Linked DNA regions of Mus musculus: region 1 is linked to region 2. A link is a contact called in public promoter capture Hi-C data. All regions are on one chromosome and are shown on one strand. Each heading gives the region's core, a stretch centred on a gene start, on an enhancer-like site or on the middle of the called end of the contact. The rest is flanking DNA. Distances are from core to core; before and after follow the strand shown. Region 1 has its middle 15 kb from the start of Ino80. Region 2 holds the start of Chac1 (ChaC, cation transport regulator 1).

Evidence for each region. Promoter capture Hi-C pulls out the DNA fragments that hold promoters and counts their contacts.
Region 1: a contact with region 2 is called in a promoter capture Hi-C map of trophoblast stem cells, with 2.0 times the contacts expected there. The contact joins the enhancer-like site here to the promoter of Chac1 in region 2. A contact is called at or near these places in 9 of 39 promoter capture datasets (cranial neural crest, embryonic stem cells, hematopoietic stem and progenitor cells and 1 more), 1 of 15 datasets of contacts at CTCF or cohesin (embryonic stem cells), 8 of 484 Hi-C or Micro-C datasets (embryonic stem cells and induced pluripotent stem cells), 4 of 115 datasets of contacts at active chromatin or transcription factors (embryonic stem cells and large pre-B cells) and 3 of 9 other capture datasets (adipose tissue, embryonic stem cells and pancreatic islet).

The regions. Positions count from the first base shown.
Region 1 is chr2:119,490,682-119,494,275 of GRCm38.p6, reverse strand. No RefSeq gene overlaps it. Among named protein-coding and RNA genes, the nearest start is that of Ino80, 15 kb to the right of the region's middle. Within about 2 kb of position 2,220, at least 29 of the 459 cell types and tissues checked have an H3K27ac peak or open chromatin away from gene starts, as enhancers often do. A contact at or near this core is called in trophoblast stem cells, where this site is marked.
Region 2 is chr2:119,349,539-119,352,800 of GRCm38.p6, reverse strand. It overlaps Chac1 (ChaC, cation transport regulator 1), which reads right to left and starts at 1,559. Exons shown (of 3, transcript NM_026929.4): 1 at 1,165-1,559; 2 at 409-444. The coding sequence starts at 1,398.

The sequences.
Region 1 (3,594 bases), core at 971-3,470, 140 kb before region 2:
TTTGTTATTTTGTTTTTTTGAGGCAGGGTTTCTCTGTGTAGCCTTGGCTGTCCTGGAACTCACTGTGTAGATCAGGCTGGCCTCGAACTAAGAAATCCACCTGCATCTGCCTCCCAAGTGCTGGGATTAAAGGTTTGCGTCACCACTGCTTGGCCCTGTGCACTTCTAAACACAGCTTGCTTTAATCAGACTGTCTTGGAAATGTTCCCCTGACCCAGGTCTAACACAGCCTCCTTGAGCAACAGGCTCAAGGTGCATTAACATACATGCAAACAAAACATCGATACACATAAAATGAAAATTAGAAATCCACCAACCAAATCAGCAAACTACCAACAAAAAACCTTACATCATTTTTTAGAGACCGCCTCCAAGATCCTGATTTGTTTTGTTTTGCTTTGCTTTTCAGGTATTATGATAGACTACACATTCTGCAATACCCTAAATCTGATTATAAGGTCTGAAGGATGGAGAGCAGAAGAGATAATGGAGAATTTAATAGAAGACTTGTGGACATTCCTGGTTGTTTATTCAAACTGACTTAAAATCACAGGCAGTTGAATCAGGAGCCATTTGATTCTAGAAGGAGTGAACTTTCACTATTTAATCAGCCATACTAACAAGGAAGAAACACACACACACGCACACACATATACGCACACACATATACACACACACATATATGTATATATATATATATACACACACACATACATACATTCTAGAAAGAGTGAACTTTTACTATTACCAGCCATACTAACAAGGAAGAGACTGATATATATATATATATATATATATATATATATGTGTGTGTGTGTGTGTGTGTGTGTGTGTGTGTGTGTGTGTGTGTGTGTGTGTAATTTGTTGTTGTATTTGTTATTGTTTTGTTGTTTTCTGAGACAGGGTTTCTCTGTATAGCCCTGGCTGTCCTGGAACTCACTCTGTAAACCAGGCTGGTCTTGAACTCACAGAGATCCGCCTGCCTCTGCTGGACTGCTGCCACATGCACTGCCACCACGGCTGGCTGAGACCAGCACATCTTAGACCACTGGCTGAGCCCCACAGCTCACCTTTCAAGCTTCAGGCAGTGAACTGGAAGGTTACTGAGGGATTAACAAGTTTAGTTACACAAGAGGAAGTAAGTTCAAGACAATTGGGTGAGGATAAAATCCCTGTGAATTATTTTTCTTCTTGAGACAAAGCCTCACCACTGACCTAGAACCCACTTTGGAGACCAGGGTGGCCTCAAACCCACAGAGGTCCACCTGCCTCTGGCTCCTGAGTATTAAATGTGGGCACTACCCCCTCCCCCTTTAAAGTACTGGAGATTGACTGTAGGGCTCTACATATGCTAGGTAAATGTTTTACCATTAAGCTATAGCTTTACCCCCTGTATGTTTTCTCATATCACTTCAAACACAACAGTGTCATGCTAGACCATATAATATACCACAGTATTTAAGAAATACTTCATTTAGGCTGGGTGTGATGGCCCAGCAATCAACAGGCAGAGTTTTGTCAGGTGGGTCTTGTCAGTTCAAGGCCAGTCTGGTCTACATAAAGAGTTCCAGGATTATCTGGGCAGTGGTGGTGCACGCGAAGCCCTGGCTGTCCTGGAACTCACTCTATAGACCAGGCTGGCTTCGAACTCAGAAATCCACCTGCCTCTGCCTCCCAAGTGCTGGGATTAAAGGCGTGTGTCACCACGCCCGACTGGCACATGCCTTTAATCCCAACATTTGGGAGGCAGAGGCAGGCAGGTTTCTGAGTTCGAGGACAGACTGGACTACTGAGTGAGTTCCAGGACAGTTCCTTTGGGTACAACTCCCAGTACCTCAAAGCAATAATAAAAAAAAAAAGTCCAGTGAATTTAAAACAAGAAGTCTACAGATCACCTCAAGCAAGTGCTTTTCTGCTACAGTGCTGCAGGCTGCACCTGAAGGGAGGAAAGCACAACTGTAACTTCAGGAAGGCACAATCCTCGTCTATCCTCCCCCACGTCCCCAGGCTCTACAGTGTGCTAAGTCAATGACCACTGTGCTGCCTTTTTTGTTGTTGTTGTTAACTTGACACAAGCTATAGTCATCTGAGAGGAGTGATGTCACCTCTGGGCTGGCGTTCCTGGCTCTCTAAGAAAGCAGGCTGAGTAAGACGTGAGGAGGCAGTCAGTAAAGCAGCCCTCCTCCATAGCTCCTGTGTCAGCTTCTGCCTCAAGGTTTCTGTCCTGTGTGAGTTTCTGTCCTGACTTCCTTCCGGATAAACAGTGCTGTGGAATTGTAAGCCAAATAAACTCTTTCCTCCCCAAGTTGCTTTGGTCATGGTGTAACCCTGATTAAGTCAGCCACCTATCAAGTGAATTAGACCTTTCAGCAACTCACTGTGCTGGTGTGAACAAGATTCCATCTCTTATAACCCTGAAATGCTAAAATAAAGCCTGCACACAGCCATCTCAACTAGCTACGCCACCTCACATAACCTGTGGTGCTCTGGTTTCTTGAGCCCCAAACTAATTATTGTGCCAGAGTAACATTATACAGCTGGCATTTTCTTAACAATGTATAGCCTGCCCACAGGCTATACTATCCATATACACAGGTATTTGCTATCCATAATTAAAGGAATTTGAATGGGGAAGTGTAGTCAGGGTGTGGCTAGTTTGACCACAGGAAGAATGTGTTCTGTTTGGTATGTTAGCTTTAGGGGGCTCAGTGGTAGATTGCTTGCCTAAAACACTGGCATTAGGGAGGTCAAGTTCTATTCCCAGAACTGAAAATAAAAACAGAAAAGAGAATCAACTTTAGAGTGGAAAAGGTTCAAAACTCTTAGAAGAGAAAACTGTTTTTATATAGTAATCAGTGTTCGGTTTAGGACTCTGGCACTAGGAACTAAGGTGCGTATTTTACATATCCCCACCTTAACCAGAAGGGGCTTTCACAGAGCTCAGGCTAAGCTTCAACTGGCTATTTAGCTGAAGATGCTCTGGCTTTGAGAGCCAATGTTGTTTTAAGTTTTAATTATTGTGCCTAAGAGACTCATGAAAGAAAAGTCCTTCTAACCTGTAAGCCCCTTGCCCAATGACAGATATCTCCTGAAATGCTGGCGGCAATTCTTTATGGGGGAAAACAACCACACTGGATGCGCTTGGTCACATGTAATCCACAGGAAATCTGTTAGGATGTTGTACACTTGCCTGATTGGATGTAGGCAGAGGTACATAGGCAGGAAGTATGTTAGCATATAAGCTTGCCCCTGGTCGAATCTGATGGGAAATACAGTGGCCTTATGGGTTGCCTTTTTATGCCACTGGATGTGACTCTTCACCATTTTCTGGGAACCCAGGAATGGACCTGACCAGAGTCCATCTTTCTGGCAGATATTTAATTAAAGCTTGCTTTAAATGTGGCTCAAAATTGTGGTAGTGGTGTTCCCAGTGGGATTAACACTGCCTACATTTCTCCAGTGTTGGGGTTAAGAACACCTGCTACCATGCCTTAGTGTTTTAGAAAGTTCATTATGTAGCTCAGTTACAAATCCCAATTCAATCTCCCATTCTTCAGTCTTGAAGAATGAGGCACAGTGACCTTCTGAGATGAT
Region 2 (3,262 bases), core at 310-2,809:
AGATTGTGAGTTACTGTGTGGGTGCTGGGTATCAAATCCAGGCCCTTTGGAGAAGCAGAAGGTGCTTCTGACTCCTGAGCCATTTCTCCATGAAGCTTTAAAAAAAAACTAACGTGTTTGACTGGCTGCTGAGCCACCCAGAAGCAATACCCTTCACCCTATTTCCCTTGAGTTTTGTTTATTTTGAGACGTCTCATATAGTACAGGGTGTCTGACCCAGGATTCATTATGTAACCAAGAATAACTCTGAACTCACAGAAATCCATCTTAATAAGACCCTCCCTCAAGTGATTCTCCAAGAAGCATGGAGTAAGCTAGCTACACTTCCACTCTCCCCACACAAGAGCTCTGACCCTCTGCACCCTGATACATCAGACCCCAGGATTCTCTTCTTGACTGCACACTTACCTCACGGTCTTCAAGGAGGGTCACCACTCGGCCAGGCTAGACAGGGAAGAAAGGTTTTGAAAAAGACAAATTAGATATTAGCACTTCCGAAAGGACTATGAATGAACCTTATTGACATGGGGGGCTTGCCTGTCATGCACAAGACCTTAGATTCAATCTCCAGCAACACACACACACACACACACACACACACACACACACACACACACACACACACCTTTAGTCCTGTTGTGACTTGAACCTGTAGTTCCAGCACTTCAGCACCAGAGAGAGAGATTTGTCACAAGTTTGAGGCCACATAGCAAGAAATAGGTAAGATGGAGGAGGGGGAAAAAGAGGGGGGAGAAGAGGAGGAGGAAAAGGAGGAGGAGGAGGAAGAGGAAGAGAAGAACAAGGAGGAAGAGGGAGAGGAAGAGAAGAGGAAGAGGAGGAAGAGGGAAAGGAAGAAGAGGAAGAGAAGGAAGAGGAGGAAAGAGTGCCAGCCTAAGCCCCAAGCCTGGGAGAGGACCTTTCATCGAGTGACATGGAGTGATGGGCAGATGTGGAAGAGACAAACAACGAGCGGCCCAGATTAGTAACCAGCACAAGAATCCACAGGTGCAATCACCAACCTGATTTCCAGGCACACAAATTTAAACCACAAACCAGGTTTACAATTTTCTCTTAGTTAGCCCAGGGTCCCTGCCACTCCAGGATACGAGTGCCCACTCTCCTGCCAACCCCACTCCACTCCTCTGGGCACAGAAGGATGCTCACCATCTTGTCGCTGCCCCTATGGAAGGTGTCTCCCTGCCAGAACCGTCGGCTATAGCCACGAACGAAGCCCACACGGCTGTCACTATAGGCAAAGTCCGGCTTCCACACTAGGGAGCCGTACCCGAAAATCCACAGGGCTTGGGGGTCGCCATCCCCCCAGGAAGGCTGCGCGGATGATGGTGCAGGGGACAGTGAAGGAGGCGGAGTGCTCTGGGATGCGGACTCCTGCTTCATGGTGCCGGGCGCAGGGACGGACCCGGGTGGCCTCCGAGACTGGTCTCCGGCACGGGCACGGAAGGACCGACGGACGCGTACACCTGGCCTGGCACCGATCGGTCGTTCCAGCTGAGTGGTCCCTCCAGAGGCGCTCTTTAAACCCTCCGGCCAGGAAGGCCCTCAGACTGCCTCCAGCTGTCCCTATGATTGGGGCGGGGCAAATCTCTTTCTGGCCAATCACCTTTAGATTTTGCTTCTCGGTTAACCGCGCCGCCCTCCGAGTGGGTACCAGAGCAGCCCGCCCCAGGGCCAACGCGCGTGCTGATTGGTTCGGCTCCTCCTCCCGTGGCAGACCTGGCAGGAGTGATGCAACGGCAGGGAAGGTTTCCCCAGAACTGGCATGCAGCAAGGGCGAGTCAGATTGCGTCAGGCTGCTGGCACCGGGAACGGGCCTTAGAATGGGCGCGGGCACCCGCCGTCTCCCGGGAAGGCCCTCTCAGTGGTCTAAACGGTGTCATCCCTGCAGTCCAGCCGGTGCACCTGGCAGAATCATTGCCGCCCAAAGCAGTGGCCAGTGCAGGGCACGACCAGTAGGAATACTTTGGGCGGCACGAATTCTTGCCTTTGGGGCCCCGCCTAAAAGCACGCACTGCAGAGAAGCTGTTTTGGACACCCTCCGCATTCCACTCTGGTGCCTCATACTGTTGCCCACGTGAACAGCTGGAGAAACTGAGTCACGGGGTGGTAAGGGGTTTTGCAAAGGCTGTAGTTGAGTCAGACTGGTTGGCACAAGCATGCAGGCCTCACGTGACGGCTACACCCGGGCCAAATGTGAGACCCCTGAGTTCAGGCGGGTTAGAAGAAAAGTCAAAACTAGACAGCCTTGGGCAGAGTAGTCACATTGAGGATGACTGTTAGTACCTGTGGTACAAAGCTACAAAGAGAAGAATGCCAGGCCACTTTCACCCCATGGGTACGGGTTTCATTCTCTCTAGCTTGAGATCTTGCAGCAGTGGGCAATTTACATAGGTACCAAAGTTTGGAGAAACGTTGGTTAAGGACAGCACAGAGGACTAAGGGCACCTGCAGCCTTTTCCCATAGCTTCTTGCCAGGCAGTGGGTATGGGCCCTGGCACTGACGTGGGCAACCAGGCACCAGCCATCTCCTTGGAAGTTCCTCTCTGCCTGAACCCTGCAAGAGTCACCATTGGGCTAGGTAGTGGTGTCACACTCCTTTAATCCCAGCACTTGGGAGGCAGAGGCAGGTAGGTGGATTTCTGAATTCCAGGCCAGCCTGGTCTATAGAGTGAGTTCCAGGACAGCCAGGGCTGCACAGAGAAACCCTGTCTCAAAAAATAGAGGGGAAAAAAAAAAAAAAACAGTCACCATTGGCAGGTCTCAGGATCTGTCTCCCCAAGAGCTCACCCTCTCTGGTGGAGCCAGTGCCACCCCAAACTGCAGGATGGAGGAGAGGTCGAGTTTTGCTTCCTAGGCAGCAGCAAGAGGCAGCCTCTCTGGGCATCTCTCATTGGGAAAGGGAAACAAAGAGCAGAAGGCCTTTCACTAGGGTGAACAAACAAGAGTGAGCTCCCTGGAAGTGGAAACTCAGTGAGTCTCCTTATTTAACTCAAAATTGTATGCACAGGGTAGATCCATCCCAAAAGAGATCCATCCCAAAAGTGTCTACACAATTGCCTCTCTCTCTCTCTCTCTCTCTCTCTCTCTCTCTCTCTCTCTCTTCCACTATCCTCTAGCTGGACTGACCTGGAATTACTATACATACATGCCTGAGATTCACAGAGAAACTCTCAAGCCTAGCATTCAGGAGGCCGAGGATAGAGACCTAGAGAATCGGGCCAGCATGGGCTACAAAGCAAAACCA